Regions from separate parts of the Mus musculus genome. Here all the other regions are linked to region 5. Evidence: chromatin contacts called from public Hi-C, HiChIP or PLAC-seq and Micro-C data. All regions are on one chromosome and are shown on one strand. The core of a region is the stretch at or near the end of the contact, and the rest is flanking DNA. Distances in the headings are between cores, read along the strand shown.

The links. Hi-C and Micro-C count contacts between places; a contact is called where the count stands out from the background. HiChIP or PLAC-seq counts read pairs in DNA pulled down with a chosen protein or histone mark.
Region 1: a Micro-C map of embryonic stem cells shows a contact between it and region 5, with 3 times the contacts expected there. The contact joins the enhancer-like site here to the promoter of Etv3 in region 5. A contact is called at or near these places in 1 of 484 Hi-C or Micro-C datasets (embryonic stem cells), 10 of 115 datasets of contacts at active chromatin or transcription factors (bone marrow-derived macrophages, embryonic forebrain, embryonic midbrain and 5 more) and 1 of 9 other capture datasets (embryonic stem cells).
Region 2: an H3K4me3 HiChIP or PLAC-seq map of pro-B cells shows a contact between it and region 5, with 2.3 times the contacts expected there. The contact joins the promoter of Nes here to the promoter of Etv3 in region 5. A contact is called at or near these places in 3 of 115 datasets of contacts at active chromatin or transcription factors (embryonic stem cells, pancreatic cancer cells and pro-B cells).
Region 3: a contact with region 5 is called in an H3K4me3 HiChIP or PLAC-seq map of embryonic limb bud, with 4 times the contacts expected there. The contact joins the enhancer-like site here to the promoter of Etv3 in region 5. A contact is called at or near these places in 1 of 39 promoter capture datasets (embryonic stem cells), 1 of 15 datasets of contacts at CTCF or cohesin (the NIH/3T3 cell line), 1 of 484 Hi-C or Micro-C datasets (embryonic stem cells) and 16 of 115 datasets of contacts at active chromatin or transcription factors (cardiomyocytes, embryonic basal ganglia, embryonic forebrain and 11 more).
Region 4: a contact with region 5 is called in a Hi-C map of the G1E-ER4 cell line, with 3 times the contacts expected there. The contact joins the promoter of Isg20l2 here to the promoter of Etv3 in region 5. A contact is called at or near these places in 1 of 39 promoter capture datasets (the HPC-7 cell line), 2 of 484 Hi-C or Micro-C datasets (B cells and the G1E-ER4 cell line) and 2 of 115 datasets of contacts at active chromatin or transcription factors (bone marrow-derived macrophages and memory CD8 T cells).
Region 6: a contact with region 5 is called in an H3K4me3 HiChIP or PLAC-seq map of craniofacial prominence, with 3 times the contacts expected there. The contact joins the enhancer-like site here to the promoter of Etv3 in region 5. A contact is called at or near these places in 13 of 115 datasets of contacts at active chromatin or transcription factors (bone marrow-derived macrophages, cardiomyocytes, craniofacial prominence and 6 more).
Region 7: an H3K4me3 HiChIP or PLAC-seq map of pro-B cells shows a contact between it and region 5, with 5 times the contacts expected there. The contact joins the enhancer-like site here to the promoter of Etv3 in region 5. A contact is called at or near these places in 10 of 39 promoter capture datasets (the 3T3-L1 cell line, 3T3-L1-derived adipocytes, cranial neural crest and 6 more) and 17 of 115 datasets of contacts at active chromatin or transcription factors (the 230-238 cell line, bone marrow-derived dendritic cells, bone marrow-derived macrophages and 13 more).

Annotation. Positions count from the first base shown.
Region 1 is chr3:87,130,468-87,133,911 of GRCm38.p6, forward strand. All of the region lies in intron 2 of Kirrel (kirre like nephrin family adhesion molecule 1), which reads right to left. Among named protein-coding and RNA genes, the nearest start is that of Kirrel, 42 kb to the right of the region's middle. Within about 2 kb of position 1,889, at least 11 of the 459 cell types and tissues checked have an H3K27ac peak or open chromatin away from gene starts, as enhancers often do. A contact at or near this core is called in embryonic stem cells, where this site is marked.
Region 2 is chr3:87,969,842-87,973,512 of GRCm38.p6, forward strand. Nes (nestin) reads left to right here and starts at 1,252. Exons shown (of 4, transcript NM_016701.3): 1 at 1,252-2,147; 2 at 3,151-3,275. The coding sequence starts at 1,362.
Region 3 is chr3:87,071,707-87,074,866 of GRCm38.p6, forward strand. No RefSeq gene overlaps it. Among named protein-coding and RNA genes, the nearest start is that of Gm24472, 6.4 kb to the left of the region's middle. Within about 2 kb of position 1,660, at least 64 of the 459 cell types and tissues checked have an H3K27ac peak or open chromatin away from gene starts, as enhancers often do. A contact at or near this core is called in the NIH/3T3 cell line and embryonic limb bud, where this site is marked.
Region 4 is chr3:87,928,582-87,932,175 of GRCm38.p6, forward strand. It overlaps Isg20l2 (interferon stimulated exonuclease gene 20-like 2), which reads left to right and starts at 1,733. Exons shown (of 4, transcript NM_177663.4): 1 at 1,733-2,030; 2 at 2,750-3,594. The coding sequence starts at 2,903. Rrnad1 (ribosomal RNA adenine dimethylase domain containing 1) reads right to left here and starts at 1,614. Exons shown (of 8, transcript NM_153562.4): 1 at 1,275-1,614. The coding sequence starts at 1,385.
Region 5 is chr3:87,523,279-87,526,909 of GRCm38.p6, forward strand. It overlaps Etv3 (ets variant 3), which reads left to right and starts at 2,300. Exons shown (of 5, transcript NM_001083318.2): 1 at 2,300-2,381.
Region 6 is chr3:87,148,867-87,152,013 of GRCm38.p6, forward strand. The region is part of intron 1 of Kirrel (kirre like nephrin family adhesion molecule 1); the gene reads right to left. Among named protein-coding and RNA genes, the nearest start is that of Kirrel, 24 kb to the right of the region's middle. RefSeq lists an enhancer at 686-3,137. Within about 2 kb of position 1,600, at least 224 of the 459 cell types and tissues checked have an H3K27ac peak or open chromatin away from gene starts, as enhancers often do. A contact at or near this core is called in craniofacial prominence, embryonic stem cells, extraembryonic endoderm stem cells and 3 more, where this site is marked.
Region 7 is chr3:87,027,341-87,030,949 of GRCm38.p6, forward strand. No RefSeq gene overlaps it. Among named protein-coding and RNA genes, the nearest start is that of Cd1d1, 30 kb to the left of the region's middle. Within about 2 kb of position 1,606, at least 6 of the 459 cell types and tissues checked have an H3K27ac peak or open chromatin away from gene starts, as enhancers often do. A contact at or near this core is called in pro-B cells, where this site is marked.

The DNA.
Region 1 (3,444 bases), core at 639-3,138, 390 kb before region 5:
GCCTCAGCGAATCTTAATATCCACCCTGAAAATACACACCATTAATGCCAGTGTACTGATGGAAACGTAGAGGTGATGAGAAATTAAACAATTAGGCTTCACAAAGCTATTGGGATGGAAACTCAGGATTAACTACAGGGTCGGCGATGGAGCGCATAAGCGTGCTGATGGATTGCCGCAAAGCTCCCCCACTATCACTATGAACAAATGAAGCTAACTCCTCTGAGCCTTGGGGCTTTTCTTTTTAATCTATAAAATATGGCTGCCAAGAGTGTATGAACCACAGCATATGCAGTACTTAGCCATGGACATGTGATGCAAATGAAGCTATTGGTAATAACCATGATTATAAAATGACACGAGGTTTTACTAGCCCCTTTACCGTCAACACCATGGTTCTCAGGTCACATTAAGCTAGCAAACAGTATGCCTTTCCCTGGTGGAAAGCAGCACATGGTGCACCCGCAGGAACAGCCACCACCCAAGCCGGCACAGACATCCACGGTCTCAGTTCCCTGTTGATGTCCAACCCTGCATGCTCCCCAGGCCTCGCCACGGGCCACCTTTTCTGCTCTGCTTCCCCTTCTCCTCTGAGCAATGACCCAGGAAAGCGGAGGCCTTCTCCACCTCCATGGACCTTGCCAGTCTCAGGGAAGGTGATAGGGAGAAAAGGTCTCTGGGCTGCCCCAGGCTTCCCTGAGCTACAGCATTCCCAGACACTCCCTGAAAGGGAGCAGCCAGGCAGAAAGACAAAGACTATATCTGATTCCAACAGGCCAAAGACCACAAGCCGGGGTAGGGAAGCTTGCACAAGGGGCCAAGAAAGGGGCTGGGGGTGAACAGGAAGAGGAAAAGGGAAGGGGCCTGCATCTGTGTTCTTACTCCCCAGCCATGAGAGGAGGTATAAGAGAAATCTCACAACACTGTCACAATTTACAGTTCCAAGAAACTTTCCATGTAGTCTCTTTCCCCAGATGTTGCAGTGTGGTCCTCACACCCCAGCTGTGTAGACAGCTTCTTATCCTTCCTCTCCTCCCCACTCCCTAATAGTAGTGCTGCGCTGGAATGCCCCTCAAGATGAGACACCAGGGTCCTTTATAGGCAGAAGACAGAGAGTATCCAAGAAGGGGGAAGGCTAAAGCAGGCTGCCTGCGTGTGTGCCACCTGGCTGCTACCCACTTCCTTCCCTACAGAGCAGGAACACTGGACCAACTCCCAGTGCTAAAGGCTTTAGTGTATGCAGTACGCAGACAGCCTGGCTCTTAGCAGCAACTCAGCGAACTGTGCAGTAGTATCAAGAGATGGGATTACCAAGTGATTCCAATCCCATATAATCTCACCTGGTTCCTACCTCTCCTACCTCACACGAGGAGGCTGAAGCCACCAGTAACAGAGTAGGTACAAAGAGGGTCCAAAGGTCAGCCTCACTCCATGCTTTGAACTTCCAGGCTGGATCTCCTTACCAACAGGTCACTGGTAACCTTGTGCTGTGGCTTCTCCTATCTGAGTCACTTTCCCCAGGGGAAGGGTCACAGGTCACTGTCAGGAGCTCCTGGCGGTCTAGACTGTCCTCTGTTCTCAGGGTTGTGGGAAGTTATCTTTGCTTTCTCTACTGACACTGCTGTTCCAGTAGACCCTGGCTCATGTACGTCTTCAAATGAGTACGAGTTGGAGCCGTGACCTGGCAGCCTTTCAAGGGCTGGGTCTGCTCTCCGACACAGATTGGGAGCCCCACTCCTACTCTATCTATCCCTGCCAGCTGAACCTGGAGACGGGTTTACGGAAAGGTCTCAGTAAATTTGGTTAAGGAAACAAATCAATGAGTGGCTGAATGGGCGAACTTGAGTATGACATCACTCCCCCAGACCCAGGCAAGAGCAGAGGAGCTGCCCAGAGGAAAAACACCGCAGAGAGACCCAGTCCCACACTCCCAGCACGGCAGCCTCCTGGGCATCAACTGTCACCTTTTTTGGAGCTCTGCTTTTAAGCACATCAACAGCCGTGAGGAGATGGCATGGTTGCCAAAAAAACAGAAACCAAACACATCAAAACAAACCAACAGAGAAAACCATAACAACACTACCCACAAGTGACAAATACCGTTCTCTCTCAAGAGCAAGACAGACTCGCTCCCTACCTCTGGGACCTCCCTCAGAGCTCAGCACATGAACACATGTAGCAACCTCTAGGCCATCTGGAAAGAATGTCCTGAAAGAGGCAATTCATATCTCATAGGGCCAGACAGTTTTTATACCATAGGCATATTAACACATGGAATCAGGAGGAAGAAAACAAATGTGTTAAGACATAGGGTCCCGGGGGCTGGAGAGATGGCTCAGTAGTTAAGAGCACTGACTGTTCTTCCAGAGGTCGAGAGTTCAATTCCCAGCAACCGCAAGGTGGGTCACAACCATTTGTAATGGGATCTGATGCTCTCTTCTGGTGTGTCTGAAGAGAGCAACAGTGTATTCATATACATAATAAAAAGATAAATCTTTAAGCTGGGCGTGGTGGCACACGCCTTTAATCCCAGCACTTGGGAAGCAGAGACAGGAGGATTTCTGAGTTTGAGACCAGCCTGGTCTACAAAATGAGTTCCAGAACAGCCAGGGCTATACAGAGAAACCCTGTCTCGAAAACAAAACAAAACAAAACAAAACAAACAAACAAAAGACAAAGGGTCCCCTCCAGACAGTGGCCTTGAGGATCATGGGAGATCCAAAGGGACAGCCTGGTTTGAAGCCTGGATGTGGGGGCAGAGTAGAAATGGGTGCACATTGGAACACAGAGGCTCGCTTGTCCTGGGACCCCGTACCCCTGCCCCAGTTTGCTGGGCTCCGATATGCTACTTCATCCCACCTGTCCCTTGTCACTCTCCTGTCTTCTAACCCCAGTCACAAGACAGTGCTACTATTTCCTCTGCCTGGTGGGAGCTGGGGGCAGTAAAGAGAGCAAAACGCACACGCTGTGCATCCAGCAATTTTACCACTGGCAATTGGTTACAGAAAACTGACTGAGAACTCCATAGGGTCATAAAGGTAAGAGGATGTCTAAGTGTTTCCATTTCATTCTCTCCTAGACAGTTCCAAGGCAATCTAGATCCAGGCATTGTCAGCAGAGCCCAAGCACTTACGATACAAGACCAGGCAGGCTGAGCTTGGGAGCAGAGAGGAAGCCTCAGCATTAAAAGGGATGGTGACGCTTACCTTGTCCACTCTCCCAACACAATCAGCAGTCCCCATCCAGCATGCCCAGCATGTGTCTTCTTTTCCTGAGCTTGGCTGCAGCAGGGCTTACTCATGAAGCAACGCTAACATTTCCTCTTTTCCTGATAGTTCTGCTATTGAAGAACAGTTCTTTATGGTCAATGGGATGCTGCCTCTCCATTCATCTTAGACTAGGCGTTGGAGCTAAAGAATATTCATTAAGGACTTACTATGTGTC
Region 2 (3,671 bases), core at 2-2,501, 450 kb after region 5:
CAGTAGGGAGCATGGCAACAGGCAGGCGGTTATGGCACTGGAACAGCAGCTGAGAGCTCAGGTCTCAATGTACAAGCACAAGCCTGCCCCCAGTGACACACCTCCTCCAACAAGGCCATTCCTCCCAATCCTTTTTTTTTTTTTTTTTTTTTTTTTGGATTTTTGAGACAGGGTTTCTCTGTGTAGCTCTGGCTGTCCTGGAACTCACTCTGTAGACCAGGCTGGTCTCGAACTCAGAAATCCGCCTGCCTTTGCCTCCCAAGTGCTGGGATTAAAGACATGTGCCACCACTGCCCGGCCCCAATCTTTTTAAACAGGTCCTCCACCTGGGGAGCAAGCATTCAAATATTTGAGCCTGAAATATTGGTCCCTTGTAGAAAATCTACAGCTTCATTTCTTTCTTCGCCAAACTTCATGCTTAGCCACCAGGGGGCTCTCTTGAGAGCCGCGTAACTTCTTCACTAAATGACAAGAGGGATCGAACTTCAAAGGAGAAAAACTTTCCCTTGCTAGTCTCCTTTTCCTGGTGCGGGGTAGGGTAGGGTAGGACGTCCCTCTGCGGGTACGAACTGGGCATTGTGTCTGCTAACATTAACTGGGCAGGGGTACTGGCACAGGCATTTAATCCCAGCACTGGGGAAGCTATGGCAGGAGCGTCCCTGAGACCTGCCTGATCTACATAGCCATACCAACCATCTGAAGAAAAGGGGTGGTGGTGGTGTTTACTACCCAGGCTGGTGTCAATCCTACTTCAGCCTCCGGAGCACTGGCAGACTTCCCTCAGTACCAGTGGGCTCCTCTTTCTTCGGGCAGTGTTTCTTCGCAATGTTGCCTCTCTTGGGGGTGAGTATTTACTGTTATACACAAAACACTGCACCGTCCGTTTTTCCAACAGTTCACGAGGTTTCCAACACCAAGCCATTTTATAAATGAGGAGCTGAGTCCTAGAGGATTTGAGTAAGAGTGTAGAGAAAGGAGGTCCTGGGGCCCAGTTCTGTGCATCTTAGGGTGTTCTGGGCTGTCTGGCTGTATCTCAAGCCTCTTTCGGAAAATCACCCGCACCGGACGGGATCCCCGCCAGGGCGAGGCTACAATTTGATTCTTCTCTGCTGAGCTGGGATGATGCAGGGACCCGGGCTGTGTGTTGCACTGAACTCTAAAGGGTTAAGGCCTAGGGACCGCCCCTTTTCCGCCCGGCCGGCGGGAGTATGAATACCCTCGCTTCAGCTCGCTGCTGGAATCCTCCGCTTCCGCTGGGTCACTGTCGCCGCTACTCCCTTTCTCCCCCTTAAAAGCTCCAAGGGCCACTCCCTTCTCTAGTGCTCCACGTCCGCTTGCCCTCGGGGGGCCAGACCAGCGACATGGAGGGTTGCGTCGGGGAAGAATCTTTTCAGATGTGGGAGCTCAATCGACGCCTGGAGGCCTACCTGACCCGGGTCAAGACGCTGGAGGAGCAGAACCAGCTGCTCAGTGCCGAGCTTGGGGGACTCCGGGCGCAGTCCGGGGACGCCTCCTGGCGAGCCCGAGCCGACGACGAGCTGGCAGCCCTGCGGGTCCTCGTCGATCAGCGCTGGCGGGAGAAGCACGAGGCTGAGGTGCAGCGCGACAACCTTGCCGAAGAGCTGGAGAGCGTGGCGGGCCGGTGCCAGCAGGTGCGGCTCGCCCGGGAGCGGACCATCGAGGAGGCGGCCTGCAGCCGGCGCGCGCTCGAGGCGGAGAAGAATGCGCGGGGCTGGCTGAGCACCCAGGCTGCCGAGCTGGAGCGCGAGTTAGAGGCTCTGCGAGCGTCGCACGAGGAGGAGCGCGCGCACCTGAACGCCCAGGCCGCCTGTACGCCGCGCCGACCCCCCGCGCCGGCCCACGCATCCCCCATCCGGGCCCCTGAAGTCGAGGAGCTGGCCAGGCGCCTAGGCGAAGTGTGGCGCGGGGCGGTGCGTGACTACCAGGAGCGCGTGGCTCACATGGAGAGCTCGCTGGGCCAGGCCCGCGAGCGTCTGGGCCAAGCCGTGCGGGGCGCTCGGGAGAGTCGCTTAGAGGTGCAGCAGCTGCAGGCTGATCGCGACAGCCTCCAGGAGCGCAGAGAGGCGCTGGAACAGAGATTGGAAGGCCGCTGGCAGGACCGGCTGCAGGCCACTGAAAAGTTCCAGGTGAGGAGGGTCACCAACACGCCCACCCTGTCCCTGGTAAAACCAAGCCCTAGGAGGTACTTAGGATGGCAAGAGACCTTCAGGAAAGGGGTGGGGGCAAGGACAACTGTATTCAGGAGTCCTTGCTCAGAGCAAGCACAAGTCCTAGACTTCCCTGTCCAGACAGGCAGGATGGATGGAATTCTGAGACCTCCTAGCACAGCCCCCTTGAAAGGCCCGCAGGCCAATACCCACTGTAGCTGCTCCTCACTCTTTGAATGGCAACCCCTCTCTAGGGTGACTCCCTGTGCCCTTCACTATGCAGTTGTCAATCAGAAGGTGCCCAACACATGCTCTCTCCCCACCAGAAGGTTCCTAGCAACCATAGTGAAGGAAGGCAGTGTGAGCCACCGCAGACCACCAGCCCCTCTCTGTGTCAAGGCTTCTCAGCTCCCTGAAGCGCATTCCAAAGGCCTGGGGCACCCTCCCCCTCATATTGCACAGATGTGACCAACAGCTGAGAAAACAGCCTCTTGCCTGGCCCAGACAGAAGTCCCGACGTGACCACCTGCCCACTCTTCTTGGGGGAGAAGGATTCCAGAACAAGTGGGAAGTGGAGGAACCCAGCCTGCTATGAGGAGCCGGGGGCAGTGGTGGCCCAGCTGCTTTCCTTCCAAGCCTTCTCGAGGCGACTCTTGATAAATTGCTTTTTCCTTCTGTTTCCACTTTGCCTCCTCTTCCGCTGTGTAACCCATCTCCTCTCCTTTATCCCATCTCCTCCCGTGGGAGCTAGGTTCTCAATAGCATGTGTTACCATTTAACCAGCATCCTAAGAAGAAGCCTGGTCTATCTAGGAGAGGCCTGGAGTGTTTCCTGTGCTTGTCCGGGGGTCCAGCACAGTGCTCCAGACAGGGAGAACGCAGGTAGAGGAACAGGACTCTGCCCTACAAAGATGTGAGCAGTGAAGAGAGTCATGGCCCAGAGCAGAGGCCCCTCCCACTCACTCTGCCGGCTTGCTTTGCAGCTGGCTGTGGAAGCCCTGGAGCAGGAGAAGCAGGGTCTACAGAGTCAGATCGCTCAGATCCTGGAAGGTGGGCAGCAACTGGCACACCTCAAGATGTCCCTTAGTCTGGAAGTGGCTACATACAGGTACACAGTACTGACTGTCTCCTTGGCTGAAGGGCCCCGAAACTTGACCCTGTAAAACTGTTCTATTTACGTGTATTTGTGTATAGGCCCCATGTGTCCAGGTGTCTTAAGAGCCCAGAAGACACTGGGTCCCTTGCAGCTGGAGTTATAGGCTGTGAGCAGCTCCACACTGGTGCTGTGAGCCACACCCCTGTTCTCTGCAAGGGCAGCAAGCACTCTTAACCACTGAGCCATCTGTCCAGCCCTCAGATCCACTTAAAACTTTTTATTACATGTATTTATGTAATGTTTTTGTCTGTGATGGAGGCTTATGAGTCCCAGAGATCAAAGAGGTTGTCTGGCTTGGCAGCTTGGTAGGCATAAACTTGAGCCCACCTGCTCCCAGGTTCGGGACTA
Region 3 (3,160 bases), core at 410-2,909, 450 kb before region 5:
TGATTTAAATCTGCTGCACTGTGGGAAAGACATGCACAGTTAGCGAAGGCTCATGTAATCCAAGTCCGTCAGTCAAACTAGAGACCCACCCAAACAAACCACACCCATAGCGACCAAACTCCTTCTCTTGAACCCCGTAAGAGCAACCCCCCAATAATTGTCAGGGTCCTTCTGTACCTCACCCACATGTCTCACTGTCAGTTTTGAGTTTATTCTTTTCTAACTTTTATCACTTCTCTTCTTTGAATAGAGTTTCCCTATTATTTTACAATCTTTGTCTACCTTTATTTTATTTTCAACAAGATATCGAGAGTTCATAAATGTCCAAACTGGACTCTAACCGCTATAACAATTTATTATATCTTTCTACCTCTAGAGTAATTTTCAACGCCCCCCCCCACCACTGTCTTTCCTGTTTCACTGTCTACCAGGGTAGCTTCCCACTTTCTTACTGCTCCTCTCTGAGTCTTCCACACACATTCCTGCCTCAGGCTCTTCACAGCTGCCAGTGCCTTCGTCTGGAATCATCTTGTCTCTAGATAAATGCCCAGCTTACCTTGCTTGTAACTGAACTTTCAGCCCTTTCCTGACCACGCAGCATAAACGCTCACTCTCCTATCTACCCTCTGGGCTTACAGCATTTCATCTGTGTCCTTAGCTCTCCCTTCTCTGGCAGCCAACCTATTTATTGTCTTTTCCCCAGCTAATTCAGTGTGGTTATGAGAGCAGGGCCTGAGCTTTGTTCTTGGTATTGGGTTGATTGAGACTAATACATGGTGAATAGTCAGCCAGCATTTGTAACATGGATGAAAGAATACTTTTATTGATGAGGAAGCCAAGGCTGAGAAAGAAAGGCCAAAGGATTCCTCCAAAGGCACAGGGACTGGGGAGACTGAGACGAGCCCAACCATTCGGATTTCATACTCTATACAAAGTCACACTGTGTCCCTTGATGGGTTTGATGAGGAGCCCATATGTCTTCTCTGAGGCGAATGCTTTTGCTTAATTGGATCAGATGGCCCTGAGCTGCCTACAGTTTTTGAGGTTCTGTATCATATTTCTAAGTATTTATTTTGGTGAGGGAATGAATCATGGGCATTCCGAGGAGAGCCAGGTTTGGGATATCCCTTAGCCCCAGTCTTGTGTAATTCTGAGGAGCCAGCCTCTGCTAGGAATATTGGCAGGGCACTGTTTGAAAAGGTGCTTTAACCAGTGTGTCTTTTGGGGAAAGGGAACACTGATCTGGGTCTCAAAATATGAACTGTCCCCAGGATGAGCCTGCATGGAAAGCACAGGAGAGCAGGCGTCTGCGCAGAGGAAGACAAGACAAAGCTCCCAGTCCAGTTCCGGCTGCAGTCCTGTTCTCCACAGGAGGTTGCCTCTGTGCGGCTAATTACAGCGCAGAAAGGAAACAGGAAAGTGAGCGCTAATGAACTGATTTTTCTTTCTCTTCCCCAGGTGCCTTTTTTTTTTCTCTTTTTTCTTTTCTTCCAGAGAACTGATCCTTTGGATTTAGAAGCCTGGGGCCTGGCAAGATCGGACCTATTAAGCCCAGCTGAACAAGCACTTTCTACTGTCAGGTCATGGCTAGAAGAGTGTCTGCACCAGGCAGTGGGGTGTGTGGTATGGGATGATGCTACCGGTGTGGAATGTAACAGCATCACCAGTCCCAGACAACTCACATTTGGACAGCATCCCACGACTTACAAAAGGCTTTTGTATATCTCATCCCACTAAGTGCTCACAGACGTTCATGGAGAAGGGCAAGGGAGCTCAGAAAAGGGTGAGACTCACCTGCCATGTGAACATCAACCAGTTACACAGCACCGCTTAGCTCTTAATCTAGGCCTCATCCTGGACTTGATACTTCTTCCTGAACCCCGGGGGCAATTGCTGACATTAGCCCTCCGCCCCCCATGTGTAAGATAGGAGCAAACATCCCTTCCCCAAAGACTTCTCAAACCAAGCAGTTTCAGTAGAATGGAGACTATAAGCAATTTATTTCTATTTCACAGAGGAGAAGAGATAGATGTGAAGATGTAATTTTCCTGGATAAACAAATGGTGAAAAGCAGGATTTTAATGAAGATAGCATACACTGGCTTACAGTAGTGGATAACCACAAAACATTAGGCTCTTGGGAGCTAGGGGTATTCAGTGGTAGAGCCCTGTTCAGCACACACAAGCCCTTTGATTAGACTTCCAGACAATATCATAGTAAAATGAAGACACCATCAACACCCATGTTTTATCACAAATTGACATAGGGACCCTGCTTTGACCAATCCCTCAGGGGCCCAGGCAGAGACCACTACAACGCTCTCCACCTGGGACTGGGAGTGGGCACTTAGAAGGTCTTTGCCTTAAAAGAACATCGACTCCTAACTTAGCCTCAAAGATCACAGACACAGGCCAGGGGCTGGCACTTCTGTCTTCGTTGTGGCTGCTGTTGCCCTTTACTTTGGATCACCTGTTTAACTCTACACTCACGTGTGCTAATCACTCAAAGAATGCCCATCAAGTTTGTCTTATCTTCTTCAAGGTTGAAAGTCCAGAGACAAATTATCTTAAACTTCCAGTTGCCCTGAATTCACAGCAGACATTTGCACAGTGGAGCTCTCCCAAGCCCCAGCAGATGAGGGTGACTAGGAAGTGGCCATCTCCTGGGAAGCTGATTGATCCTTTTAAGTGCTGTGCTGGTCTGAATAGTTCTAAACTCATGTGTTTGAATGCTTGGCCCATGAGGAGTGGCACTATTAGGAGGTGTGATTTTGGAGTAGGTACAGCTTTGTTGGAGGAATTGTGTCACTGTGGGGGCAGGCTTTGAGGTCTCCTATGCTCAGGATCTGCACAGTGTGGAATCCAGTCTCCTCCTGGGTCCTGTAGTAGTCAGCCTCCTTTTGCTGCCTTCAGGTCAGGATCTAGAACTCTCAGCTCCTTCTACCTGGTAGCTTCCATGCCTGCCTGGACACTGCCATGCTCTCACCTTGATGATAATGGACTGAACCTCTGAAACTGTAAGTGATTCCCAATTAAATGTTTAAGAGTTGTCTTGGTCATGGTGTCTCTTCACAGCAATGAAAACCCTAACTAAGACAAGTAGTGGGCAATGATCAGGACTTCTTCGGACCACCTTACAGAACCAGGACTGAGAAAATGAT
Region 4 (3,594 bases), core at 483-2,982, 400 kb after region 5:
GGTAACTATTTAGTAACCTGCTATTTTATGGTCCAGACAGCTGTGTATTTTAATTCATTCATTTGTTCTTTTAAAATTCTGGGGCTGTGGGGGCCAGGTATGGTGTCTATTATTAAAGGATCCCAGCACTCAGGTGGCAAAGGCCAGAATATCTCCATGAGATATTTCAACATAGTGAGTACCCATCTGAAAATAATGAACTAATTAAGGAGCAATTAAAAGCCTTGTTAGGAAGCCGGGCGTGGGCGTGGTGGCGCATGCCTTTAATCCCAGCACTCCAGAGGCAGAGGCAGGTGGATTTCTGAGTTCGAGGCCAGTCTGGTCTACAAAGTGAGTTCCAGGACAGCCAGGGCTATACAGAGAAACCCTGTCTCGAAAAAACAAAAAACAAACAAACAAAAATGCTTTTAACCACATAGCCATCTTGTTAGTCCTAGACAAACATTTACCCTAAAACAGCGGTTCTCAACCTGTAGGTTGGGACCTCTTTGGGGGTTCACACTTCAGCTATCCCGCATATCAGGTATTTACGATTCATAACAGTAGTAAAATTACAGTTACAGAGTAGCAACAAAAGATACTTTTATAGTTGGAGATCACAACATGAGGAACTGTACTAAATGGATGGATGTAGGATCACGAAGGTTGAGAATCACCCCACCCACAAGCCTTGCTGGTGCTCTTCTGTGTGTGTGGGGGGGAGTTGGGGGGAAATGAGACATGTCTCAACACTCGTTAAGCTGGCTGCAAGTCAAGACAATTCTGCCTTAGTCTTCTGAGGGGCGAGATTACAGAAAGGTAACTTTATGTATGTCTGCCCTGTTTTGTTTCCCTCCCCTCCTTTTTTAAAGTAACATCGTCCAGTCCAGGCTGCCCTAGAACTTGTTTTGTAGCCCAGGGGAACCTTTTACTCCCGATTCTCCTGCATCTACTTCTTAGGTGACAGGATTACAAGGGTACACCACATTTGGCCAAGCACTTCCTCTTCCCCAACCCACTCTTTATTGCCTTTAGTGGAGGATATCCTATGGAACATCTCGTTTCTCGTATGTTTCTATGCAACTGTAGCATGGCCAAATGTTGGTTGTGGGGTTTCAAATGAAACAAACAAAACTTAAGTATTAGAGTCAGAAGGCTGGGTGAAAAGTATTCTAGTAGTCAACGCGTTCCTTATTAGGAAGAGATAAAAGCTGTCTCCACATTTTCTCTGCAGTGGGCTCCTATTCACCCCCCGCCCCCCAAGAAGCACCCCGCCCTCAGCCCGGTGGCCTCACGATGATGTAGGCGTCCAGGATGGAACGGTAGTGAGCTAGGACGCGGGTGAGGTCCACAGCCAGTTGCCTTCTCTCCTCATGCGAGAGGCCATGGGCTGAAACGCCCCGCATCCTGTGGCGTGAAATGTCGGTGCAAGGAGGGAGGAGGTGAGGAGACACAAGGTCGGTACCACGAAACCATGCAACCCAAACCGGACTCAATTCTGCACGCCCGACGCAAAGCAAGAACTCCGAACCCGCCCGACGACACCTCTCAGGGCGATCCCGTCCTATTACAAATCCTTAGAACAAGGCGCACTTGCCCAACGTCACGACTTCCACTGGGCCAAGCCATTTGCGCAGCCGCAGGGGACTCGGAGACGTCACAGAAGCGCGCCCAGCACCAGCTTACGGCGAGGGGGTCAGCTGCAGGTCCCACCCTCCCTCCCGGAAGTGGGACCACGGTTCCGGCGCACTCTGTTCCGCTTCCCGCGGCCCACCACCTTCGAGTTGTACCTCCACGGGGCCCGAGGGGCCGGGGAGCGCATCCCGCCCCCGCCCCCACCCACGCCGCCGCCGCCGCCACCGCCGTTCCCGCTGCTCACGCACTCCGAGTCGCTGGCCTCGCTGCCTGAGGTGGGGGCGCTGCGGGCGCGTGCGCGCCGGCCGCCTTCCCGTTGTCGCCCGCGTTCTTGCCGTCCCGGCATACGTCGGCGCGCGCCTGCGCCTGCATCCGGCTTCGGACGCTTGCGATCTTAGTGGGGAACCAACTTGGAGGTAGGTGTATAGGGTGTTCGGGAATAGTTCGTGGATCGTCAAGAATGTGGTGGCCGAGGTGGCTGGCCCTCCACTGTGTCCTTACTGTGGGAGACAGGTAAGGTATGTGAGGAGATCGCCCCCACGTGGAGCCGAGGGAGCGCGACACCTGGATTTGGTCTTCATTTCGTAGCACGCTGAGAATTCCTGGGTGATCCAGAGGGTATTTGTGTTGTTTCTTCTCACCACTGGTACTTAAAAGTCTCATCTGACGCCCTTGTTTTGACTTCATAGACATGATAGAGTCGATCTCCGTGGGTCCCACATCTTTTTATCCGCAGCCTCAGCACCCTCATTTTATGTAATTAGATTTATTATTTGTCTGAGTGTTTTGTTTGTATTTATGTATGTGTATCGTTTAATTGCCCGGGGCCTGCAGAGATCGGAAGGCATCTAGTTTTTTCTGAAGCTGGAGGTACAGATGCTGTGAACTACTACAACGTGGGTGCCTGGAACTGAACTTAATATCTCTGCGAGAGCAACAAGGTTATAACTACTAAGGCGTTTCTCCAGCCCCAGCATCTTTAGTTTTTAAAATGGCACAGAGATCCGGAGAAGGGAAATAACCCTTTTAAGACCAACCTAAAGGTGAATTGTGGAGGCTTCAGTAGTTAGCCGGGCTTTGGGGCTTGTGGAAGTTATCACTTATGTCTTCCAGAACTGATCTTCTTTTCTCTCAGGCCTATGGTGCGGGAATCAGGATTACTTTGTCCCCAAGGCTGATTGCAGACCTCCACATGTTGAACTATGGGATTCCACAGAGGATGAGCCTCTCATCCTTTTGCTATCAGTGAGCCATTCTTCCCAGCTTCCTCCCACCATCCACTGATCTCATGTCTACCATACTCCTGAATTTAGACTTTGGGCAACCTTCGAAAAAGGCATTTGGAGGAAATGCCAAACATCAACGCTTTGTCAAGAAGCGAAGGTTCTTGGAACAGAAAGGATTTCTGAATAAAAAGAACCAACCCCCTAACAAGGTGTCTAAGTTGAACTCAGAACCTCCAAAGAAAGGGGAAACTTCAAGAGTAGATGGCATTTTGAAGATCCTTCCATGCCCAAAGAAGAAAGAGGCAGCTGCCTCCAAGAGGGACTCAGAGCAGTCCAAAGACAAGAAAGCACCATTGTCTTGGCTGACCCCTGCTCCTTCAAAGAAGACTGCTTCTGTTGTGTCTAAAATAGATTTGCTAGGGGAGTTTCAGAGTGCCCTTCCAAAGACTAAGAGCACCCAGAAGAAGGGCTCCAAGAAGAAGTCCTTGAAAAAGAAAATTGCTACAGAGAACTCCACCCAAGCTCAGTCAAAGGATAAAGGCTCCAAGAAGAAGCCCTTGAAGAAAAATGCTGTACCGAACTCCACCCAAGCTCGTTCTGAAGATAAGTGCCCTACAGTCCCCCAAAACTTGCCAGGGAAGATGGTGGCAATAGACTGTGAAATGGTGGGCACAGGACCCAAGGGACGCGTTAGTTCCCTGGCTCGATGCAGCATTGTAAATTACAATGGTGATGTGCTGTACGATGAGTACGT
Region 5 (3,631 bases), core at 1,050-3,549:
AGAGCATAAAGAATCTTCAACTTGTAAAAGCCTGTTTGCAACAGATGATGATGGCAGCCATGGAGTGGTGTACACAGTAGATAGGGACTTTGGTAAACTAGGTAGGAAGTCCCTATCCGTCCCAATCTGCCCCCTCCAGATCCCTCCCAGGTTCTGTCACACTGTTAAGGTTTCCAGTGAGCAACCCAAACCTTTGTATTGTCCAGTTTGCTTTATCAAAGCTAAATTCCCCTGTTAAGTTTCAGGCGATTAACTAAGTTCTCAGAATATGAACTCTGTTGAAATCTGCTGTGACATAAACATTTCTCAAGATATCAGTTCAGGCTCAAGCCAAATACTGAGGCCAGTTCATCTGTGTAAAGTGCGTTTATTCATCCTCTGTGACCCTAGTTAGAGAAATAGCCATAGAAAAATCTAGAGGAACTATCTACAGAAAGTATCCCCATACTCTGGCTACCAGTCCTCGATTATTGCTGGTGCTAGCCGTGCCCACCTAACCCATGAGCTGAAGGTTGGCAACCTCAGTTTCTGAAGAAACCGCTCATTCTGATCGCCTTGGTTTCGGAGTTGACAATGACTAAGGTTTGCATGAATGGTGTGAGACTTTGAGGATTCTTATCAGTCTCAAGATCATTTTCTCACCACCTAACCATATGCTATATTTACACTGTGCCATCCTCCGTCCTAAGTCGTAGAACATGGTGTTCACACATTAAATATCAAGGAAGTACTTATTGTAATCTCCTACGCAATAAGATACTACTAAACATCTAAAGGTGTCCACGGGAATACTCCAAAAATACTACATTCAAACAGAAGAGGAAGTGACAGTGACTACTTAACCGAGGTAACAAAGCCCATCAGTAGTTGAAGGCAAGAGGACTAAAATGTTATGTTCATTTCGCTCGGTGGTTCTCAGCCTTCCTAATGCTGTGACCCTTTAATACAGTTCCTCATGTTGTGGTGACCCCAACCATAAAATTATTTCCGTTCCTACTTCATAACTGTAATTTTGCTACTGTTATGAATTGCAATGTAAATAGGTTTAGACATAGGGGCTTACTAAAGGGGGTCAACCCACAGGTCGAGAACTGCTGATTCGGCTAAACCCTAGCATTTGTTCTGTAGACCCAAACATAGAAAATGGTGTTCTAGACTGGACAGAAGATGGAAACCATTATAAAGCAATTTCTATGCTCAGAGTGCTCATATTTCTAATCCTCTCAATGGTATTTAAATTTTGTTCATTTTACTGACTTTCAAACTAGAAGGGGCGGGAAAACTAGACCTCACCAACACTAGTCCTTCCTTTTTAAGCAGGTAAGGTAACCTTAGGCCATACTGAGTACTGAACTTATCTCAAGACCTCAAGAACTATCAATTATTAGTCTTGCATTGTGACACATATCTTTAATCCCAACAAGTGTGAGGCAGAGGCAGGCAGATCTCTGTGAGTTCGAGGCCAACCTGGGTCTCTACATAGTGCTTTCTAGGGCAGTCAGAGATACATTGTCAAGACCTCTGGCAAAACAAACAAAACAGTAGTAGAAGCCAGAAGGCCAGTTGTGGTAGTATATACCTATAATCCTACACACACAAGTACAGCATGAGATAATTACAAATTCATTGGCCAGTCTGGGAAGGGAGGTGCTAATAGGCATATCCAAAGCTAGAAGCCAACCTTTGATACAAATCATGGTAAGACTTCCATGTTCTGTGTCGTTCCCAGGAGGGAAAGGTTGTGATTGCATAAAGTTGTTGCTACGCACTCGTGCACTCGATGAAGACTTCAATTCTGCCTCTCATCTTCGCCTTCCCCCACTTTTCACCACTTTTCACTCTCATCCACTTAACCTTTACTGGTCCCAACACTGCCTCTGGAGGGAAACTAGGGCTGGGAACCATTTGGAATTACGGAAGCTGATTTCACATCCCTTATCACTAACTCTTGAACAAAATTTGTCTGGGACAAAATTGTAATTGCTTAATCGGGAACAAAAGGCAAAGGGAAAGGGAGGGGGGAGCGGTGTTTGAATGGCAAAGTCGTGCACGCTGTAACACTTGGACGAGGCAGATCAGGACTAAAAATGGAACAGTGCAAGGCAAGGCCAACTTCGCACGTGCCTCTGAAGCTCCTGTGCTCCTGTCAGCGCGGAAGAGCCTTCCTTCTGCAGAGGGTTCCAGCCCCGCGGCCTCCGAGCCACGGAGGGGCACCGGTACCTTCTGGGCGGAAGCCGTGCCGCTCACGACACCGCCCCCTCCCACCCTGGCCCAGAGTGGAAGTGACGAAAGCCGCCGCGGAGTCACTTCCTTCTGGGTGGATGAGGAGGAGCCCGAGCTGCCGCGGAGGAGCCCGAGTGGAGACGGACGGCGCCGGAGAGGTGAGACTGGTGGCGTCGGCGGTCGCGGCCCGCGCGGGCAGGACGGAAGGGACGCGGATGAGGGCGGCCGTGGAAGCCGCTGCGGACCAGCGGGAGCGGCGAGCCCCGCCGCAGGCCGGGAGGGTGACCGAGCGCCCTGGGGGAGTCGCGAACACCTGCAGACGCGCCTGCGGGCTCCGAGGGGCTGGATGGGCACATCGGGGGCCGGAGGATCGAGGAGAGGGTGCCCGGCTCGGGCGTCGGCCAGCGCGAGCCCACGGACACCAGGCTGAAGGGTGTTCTGGAGCAGGGAAAGGGCCCTGCGATCCGACAGCGCAGGGTAGGAGTTAGTCCCGGACAGTGTCCCAGAGCCTTGGAGAAATCGGTGTCTCTTCAACCCCATCATCACGGAAATGGGAGAGGAAGCTCTGCCCAGCCCTGGTGCCTTGTTACTTGTGTATATCCTGTGTGTGCCACTGTCTGTCTGTTGCCTCTTTCCTTGAGCCATTTGTCAGCTCCTGGATCCCGAGGGTTGTCATGGACTGAAACTTACTGTTCTCCTTAGTGTATTTGTCGTCAACGAAAATGCAGAACACCTAGAGGAATTCTAGGTTAGATGAAATTTCCAAGATTAGGAATTTGTCCCACCCCACCCTGGGGCCTCTGAAGCACCTGCAGTTGCTCCAGACCTGCTCTGGTTGGTGCCGGGGGCTGTCCACCCTGCAGGGTAATGAGAGTAAGTCAGGTCTCTCCTCCTCCGTCATTCCCGGTCAGTTTCACCCTCTCCTCCTATTCGCTGAAGGACTGACACAAAGCTGTCTGCTGCTGGGAACGGGAAATTTATTGAGGAACTATAAATCTGCATGGAATGAATTCAGATCCTAGCAAGATGCCTTCCTCCACCGGCCAGGCGATCTGAAGTACCTACTTTACCCTTTTTATTTCCCTGTTAAGTAGATGGCATAACATTTTTTTTCACAAAATTTTAGGAAAGTGACATGTTTCTTGTATGGAGTGGCTGTACACAGGACATGTTTACTTTCTGTATCTCAGAATACTGTTGGAAGGTGAGCCCAGTTTCTGACTGGAAGATGTCCTTCTCACACAATTCAAGAAATACGTAGGATCGGATGTTCCTTTTTGAATAGGGGATTTGGATTTTTTTTTTTCTCCCACTTCTTAAGTTGGTGTGTCTGGGTGAATTCAGGCTTGTGTATCTTGGCATCTGGGCTTGTCTACCAACAGAAAACAAACTGTGTGGCTTGCTTTTG
Region 6 (3,147 bases), core at 350-2,849, 380 kb before region 5:
CACAGACATACAAACAAGTTACAGGTAAGAGGAGCTTCAGCGACTACTGCTCATCACCTTTAAATCCAGCAGGGACGCAGAGGCAGTCAGGTCTATGTGAGATCGAAGGGCAGCCTGGCCACAATATGGAGGTCCAGGCTAGTCAAAGCCACATAGTAAGACCTTGCCACACCCCCCCCCAAAAAAAAAGAAAGAAAAGAAAAAATAAAAGTAAAGAAAAAAGTTTTGCCCAGCCCAAGTTTGTCATGTTAGGACTGTTGGAGGCCCGAGGAGGTTAGATAGTTTTTACAAAGTTAAGAGCAGACTCAGGAAGAAAACGAAGATGCAGGGTACCTGGAGAGTCAAAACCAGAGGAGTGAAGCAGCCAAGAGGAAAGTGCACAGCACGGAGCCAGTCGGGTGGCTTCTGCTCTCTCAGTGAACCCTGGGTCGTGGTCACCGAGAATGGGGACACAGTTGGAAGAATGAAAATATCTCATATTTCTCATTCCCAAAACGGACAGCTCTGGGACACAGCGTTTCTGACCCAATGATTGAGGCTTTGATTGAGATGGCAGCCCACACTGGTCATTTTTAGGCTGTTGAGGTTGGGTCCACAACCTTCTAGGCTCAGCCCATGTCCCAGAATGGGTAGCGACAGCAAGAATCACAGCGGATATGGGCTGCTGCTTCTTCCTCCTCAGACCCACAATTCCTCCGCTCTCGAGGCAGCCCTATCATCAGCTGTAATGAAACACGGATCTCAGTCATCTACCGTCTATCACGCCACACCAGCAGGGGTGTGGGCCACACTGAGGTCAGTTCTGATTGGCGCTGGAACTCGTGGTGGAGAATTTTTAGCAGCAACTATTATCCTATAGGGAAGATAGCACACACACACACACACACACACACACACACACACACACACATACATACATACACGGTTTTCATCTTCTCAGAGTACATGTTACATGACAGCATAAATTGCTGAGCTGGAGGACAAACCAGACTGTGTACTGAACATTCATTACAGAGACTCGACAAATGGATAATCTAACCCCCCAGGACAGGGATGTTAACTCAACAAGGTTGCTATTCTTCCCAATTGTGTGTGTGTGTGTGTGTGTGTGTGTGTGTGTGTGTGTGTGTGTGTGTGTGTACACTTACTGTAGAGCAGCTGCTCTGACACTCCACTATGAGGTTAATAACATAACCAAGCCACATTCTGTCTCCTGAAGATCAGAGAGCACCGGGCAGTAAACAGCTCACTCTAGTTCAGCAGGGACAGAATCTACAGAGGTACAGGCAGTTGCTCTGGAAGCCCAAGGGGATGGAGCAGTTATTCTTTGGGAAACTGAGAGGGCTCCCTGGAGGGCTTGCAAAACGCATCTGGATGGCAGACTGGGCAGAGGCGGCCTGGACTGCCCTGCGCAGGACACGGAGGGGAGACATGCAAACAGACCCCTACAGCCTAGTGACTTAGGAGGGATCTCATCCCAGGTGAGGCAAAGCACAAGCCTCAGGGGTGTCTAGACAGACAGACAGACACTCCTGCCCACTGCTTGCAGCCACCCCTATCTCCTCTTAGTGAGCTTCTTCTTAAGGAACTTTCCTCTCACTGAGAGCTGAAAGAAAGAAAAAAATTCACCCTGGGAACAAATTCCTGTGCGAGTCCACAACAGTTTATTTTCAACTTCAAAATTACTCAATTCAGCACTAATTTTTCTGGGATTCCCACATCTGGGGACTTTTTCTTTGGGAAGATTGTTACAGTGGGGGCTTTTGTTTCAGCCGGCCGCCCCTCTAAACTCTTTTAATTGAGCCTGTTTTAAAACAAAGGGAAAAGAATCAGGAGAGGAGGCAGCTCCCTTTGCCTCCAGCCCCTTGCCCCAGCTCTGCGGTTAACACTCAGCAATGATCCTACAAGCCTGGAATCTGAGGAATTTCCTGCCTGTGCTCCCTGGAAGAGCCGAGAGAGAACCTAGCAATTAGGCCTCCAGTTTCCATTCCTGCCTTCTTCCACCACAGCCAGTGGACTGAGCGAAAAGCTGGTGGAGGGCCTGGGAGGACCGCATCTGTACGGTCCTGCGGCTGAGACAGCGGTGCCCAAGGTTACTCTCTCCTTCCTTTCTCGCCGATCAATCACATCTTTTCCTTTGTCTGCCTGAGAGAGTGGGAACAGTAAGGGACACGAAGAGTTGTAATCCTTCCCGAAGCCATCTTGTTTCTCTGCAGTGTTTCTCTCCCCTCAACACCACAGGAGTCCAGGCACTCCGAGGCTGCCCACCCCATCCTCTGGGGCTATTGTCATTCGCCCTAAGCCCACATGCTCGTCACGGGTCTGTTCCAGGGAGCGGGTCACAGGACTGCCTGCCCCAGGCAGTATGTCTGCCTAAGGGATTTCTAAGAGGCAGGTTAGAGGCTGTGGACCTCTGTATTTTGGTTCAACTTAGAGACAGAGAGGCAAGAAGATGAAAGGCATTCCCAGGTTGTCTGAAGGAACCACACACAGGTTTTGTGGGTGCTGCAGCAGCTGTGTGTAGCAGAAGCAAATTTTTCTTTTAATTATGTTTAGCTCCGGCTAACATTGAAATCAGGTCCTATGTTCTCTCAACTTATCAATTGGTGGCTGGATTCCAGGTACTAGGGCAAAAGCAGCCTGGGACTTAAAAACTTGCCACAAATAGTTCCCAAACTGGCCAAGCCAATCCCTTAGCAGGGCCTGCTAGGCCACATCTGTGTGGCCTCCTGCCAGAGTGCTGTCCCCCACTTCCCTACCCCTGTAGACTCTAGAGATCCCTGCAGTCCAGGGTCCTGCTGGCAGCACTTCCTCATTCTAGCTGTCTCACAGCACTGTATCCCTAGCTTATATGGAACCTACTTTACAGCAAAGGGTATTCTGAAACCCCTGATCCTCCTGACTCAGCATCTCGTGCTGAGTGGGAACTAGACCTAGCTAATTGTCTCATTCTTATAATGCATGTATTTTTATTTTATGTGCATTGGTATTTTGCCTGCATGTGTCTATGTGTGGTGTCAGAATCCCGGGAACTGAAGTTACAGAGACCTATGTACTGTCATGTGTGTGCTGGGAATTGAACCTCCTCTGGAAGAGCAGCCAGTACCCTCAACCACTAAGCCATCTCTCCATCCCCTAATTGTCTCT
Region 7 (3,609 bases), core at 356-2,855, 500 kb before region 5:
CAATCCTCCTCCGCCTCTCCTCACTGGTTCCGTTGCCGCCTTTGCATCCCTATCCAGTGACTTGGAGATTACTTTCATTTTCTTTCTCCACTGAGCTCAGTTTGTGTTGCTCAGCTGTCTTGACACCAACACCTGCCCTGGTGTGTTGTCAACCAACAGGGGGTCACATCATTAAAAAAAAAAAAAAGACCCTGACTCTTCCTTTCCTAGTGGCCAACAAATTCTAATTGTTCCTCAGCTAGGGGTGGGATTTCACATCCAGAGGTCCCACCCTCTATTTTGGGTCTCCGGCTGGCTGGAGTTGACAACAGGGCTTGTGGGTGCTGCTAGGTTATATGTGCATCTGCCTTGTTGTCTGGAGAATACTGTTTTCTTCATGTTAGCACCACTTCTGGCTCTTAGAATCTTTCTGTCCCCTCTTCTGCAAAGACCCCTGAGCCTTGGGGTGAGCTACAGATGTCTAATTTGGGGCTGAGAATTCTATAATCATTTGTTCTCTGTATGTCAGCCTCTGGGGTAATAACCATCTATTGTAAGGAGAAACGTCTCGATGAGGGCTGACAGACGCTCTGACGAAGGGGTATACCAGCAAGTCATTGTAATACTACGACTAATGGAGCCATGGTATTGGGTTCTTCGTGTCTTGTTCCATTGCTGAACTGTTGTTCATATCTAGAAGTTCTCTTGTGGAGTTTTGGGGACTTGTACTTATGTATAAATTATCATGGGGATAATTTGATCTCTTTTGCAACTTGTAGCCCTTGACAATCATCCTTCCTTGCTTGTCTTATTACACTAGCCAGTGCAGACTATATTGGAAAGGTGTGGATTCGTCTGTCTTAATTTCAATGGCATTGCTTAGGACAATGTTGACTGTGTGTTTGTCATAGAAACACTATTATGTGGGCACATGTTCCCTTCAGTCTTACTTCTCTAGGACTTTTATCAGGAAGGCATGCTGGATCTTGTCAAGGGCTTTTCACGTGTTTATTGAGATGATCTTTACATTTAAATACATCTATAGGACTTATTACTATTGACTTATATTTATTTATTTATTTATTTATTTATTTTGGTTTTTTTCGAGACAGCGTTTCTCTGTATAGCCCTGGCTGTCCTGGAACTCACTCTGTAGACCAGGCTGGCCTCGAACTCAGAAATCCGCCTGCCTCTGCCTCCCGAGTGCTGGGATTAAAGGCGTGCTCCACCACGCCCAGCTCGTTGACTTATGTTTATTGAAGCATCCCTGCATCTCCATGACAAAGCTCAGTCGACCATGGTGGATGATGGGATGATATGAGCTTGTATCCAGTTTACAAGTGTTTTATTGAAGTTTTTAATTAAAAAAATTATTTTATTACTTACACACTTATGTGTAGAATGTTTTGCTTGCGTGTCTGTGTACATGCCACACAGATACTCATGATGGTCAGAAAAGACCACCAGATTCCCCAGGACTGGAATTTCTGCTGTCAGTGCCTGTCCCCCCACCCCTTTTTTTCTTTTTACATTTTTTTCATATTCTTGCTTGAGTGATCTACTTCCCCTATTTTATCTTGGTATTGTATCGTTGACTTGACCCATTGTATTTAAAAGTTGTTCCCCTGAGTTTTCTAATTGGGATGTTGAGTTTTTCAGTTTCATTTTTGGTTTCAGCTTGAGTTCTCTTCAGTGTTTCTTCCAAGAAGAAGTTTTAGAATGATACTCCTTTGTCTACCTTAAGGGGAAAAAAATGACCATATCCTTTTTTTAAAAAAAAAACTGAGTTAGTTTTCTGGGGAGAAAATTAACTTCAAGGCCACGGTAGACTCACTGTTAACTGTTTGCTCTCTGTAGTTGTGGAAAACACCATGTCCAAAAGAGACTTAGGAAGGAAGGAAATGGTTCATTAGGCTGAGGGGTTACAGTCCATCATTGAAAGAAGCTAAGACAGATGCTTGCAGCAGAACCACAGAGGAGTGCTGCTTACTCGCTCGCTCTGCTCCCTCTCTTATACAGCCCAGTCCCACATGCCAACACCCATGACATTGCCCTCAGTTATCTAGACTTGCCTACATCACTTAGCAATCCAGAAAACACCACGGGCTGATTTGATGAGGGAGCCCCTCGACTGGGATGGCCTCTTCCCAGGTATGTCTGGGTTTGTATCAAATCGACAAAACGAACCTGCACACTAACCCGACCTTCCAGACATATGGTATCATCATGCCCCTTTACCGCCACACTCACATGCACGTTACCCCAGTCATTTCCAACCAAGAGCTCTTCCCTTAAAAACTGTCTGCTTTTACTTAGTTCTCAGGGTTGTGCTCAGCCCAGTGGGAATACAGGTGCCTTGTGGGTTCTGGGCTGTGCACTCTGCATCTCAAAGGGAAAGTCGTTCTTTCACTTCACCTTGGCCCCTTGGGACAGAGAGGGTGGTGTTCGTCCCTTCCACCAACGGGAGATCACTTTAGTCAGGGCTCCTGCCAACTTTTTCCAGGACTGGTGACAGTGATGGTTTTTATAGGTGGATGAAGAGATAGAATTGAAAAGCCCTGTGGCCAAGGGGGAAGATATGCATTCACCACTGGCAGGCGAGGATCTGTTTAGCTTTCTTCCAGAGCTGACTCCCCCATGACTTCTCAGGCTAGCTTTCCTACCTCGGAAGGAGTGGGGATAAGAACCATGTATACTGGTGGGTGTGGTTTCTAGACATCACTCCACAATAAGTCTGTACAGGCATCGACACTCCTGTCTTCCCCTACACATTTCTTTTGGGCCTACAGATGCTCTTATTGTGCAATGTATCGAAGAGTCGGTGTCTTAGTTAGGGTTTTAATTACTGTGAAAAGACTCCATGACCAAGGCAACTATTATAAAGGAAAACATCTAATTGGGGCTGGCTTACAGTTTCAGAGGTTCACTCCACTATCATCATGGTGGGAAGCACTACCGTGTCCAGGCAAACATGGTGCTGGAGAAGGAGCTGAGAGTTCTACATCTTGGTCCAAAGGCATCAGAAAGAGACTGTGTCCTACCCTGGGCAGAGCCTGAACATAGGAGACCTCAAAGCCCACCTACAGGGTGACACACTTCCTCCATCAAGGCCATGCCTAGTCCAATGAGTATAGTGCCACTCCCCATGGGCCAAGCATTCAAACCCATGAGTCTGTAGGGGCTTTACCTATTCAAACTACCACAGAGCATATAAAAGGATTCTAAGATGTAGAAGAATCATGGGAGGAAGTAATGCACGTGCTGAGAGATACAGGATAAGTGGGGCATGAAGCAGATGATCTGTGGGCGTGGTGGCAGGAACAGGTAACAGGTAACAGGGTAACGGGGTCACAGCAGAAAAGAGAAAGATAGTTAGCAGCTCTGTGCCTCAGAAAGTGACTGTGACAACAGCAAGGGCTGGAAAACCCCGTGGGCACTGACAAGCAAAGGAAGAGCAGCACTGGGAACGGCAGATCTCTGAAGTGTTTCGGGAAGTGTATCCCTTCGTTTATTAACGATGTGAGTGACTTAACTCCAGACCTGGCAGTTCCGTAACTTCCAGGGACAATAATCCATCGTCCCACAATACAGCTTAGCCACCTTCTTCTATACTCAAGGACGTCCACAAAC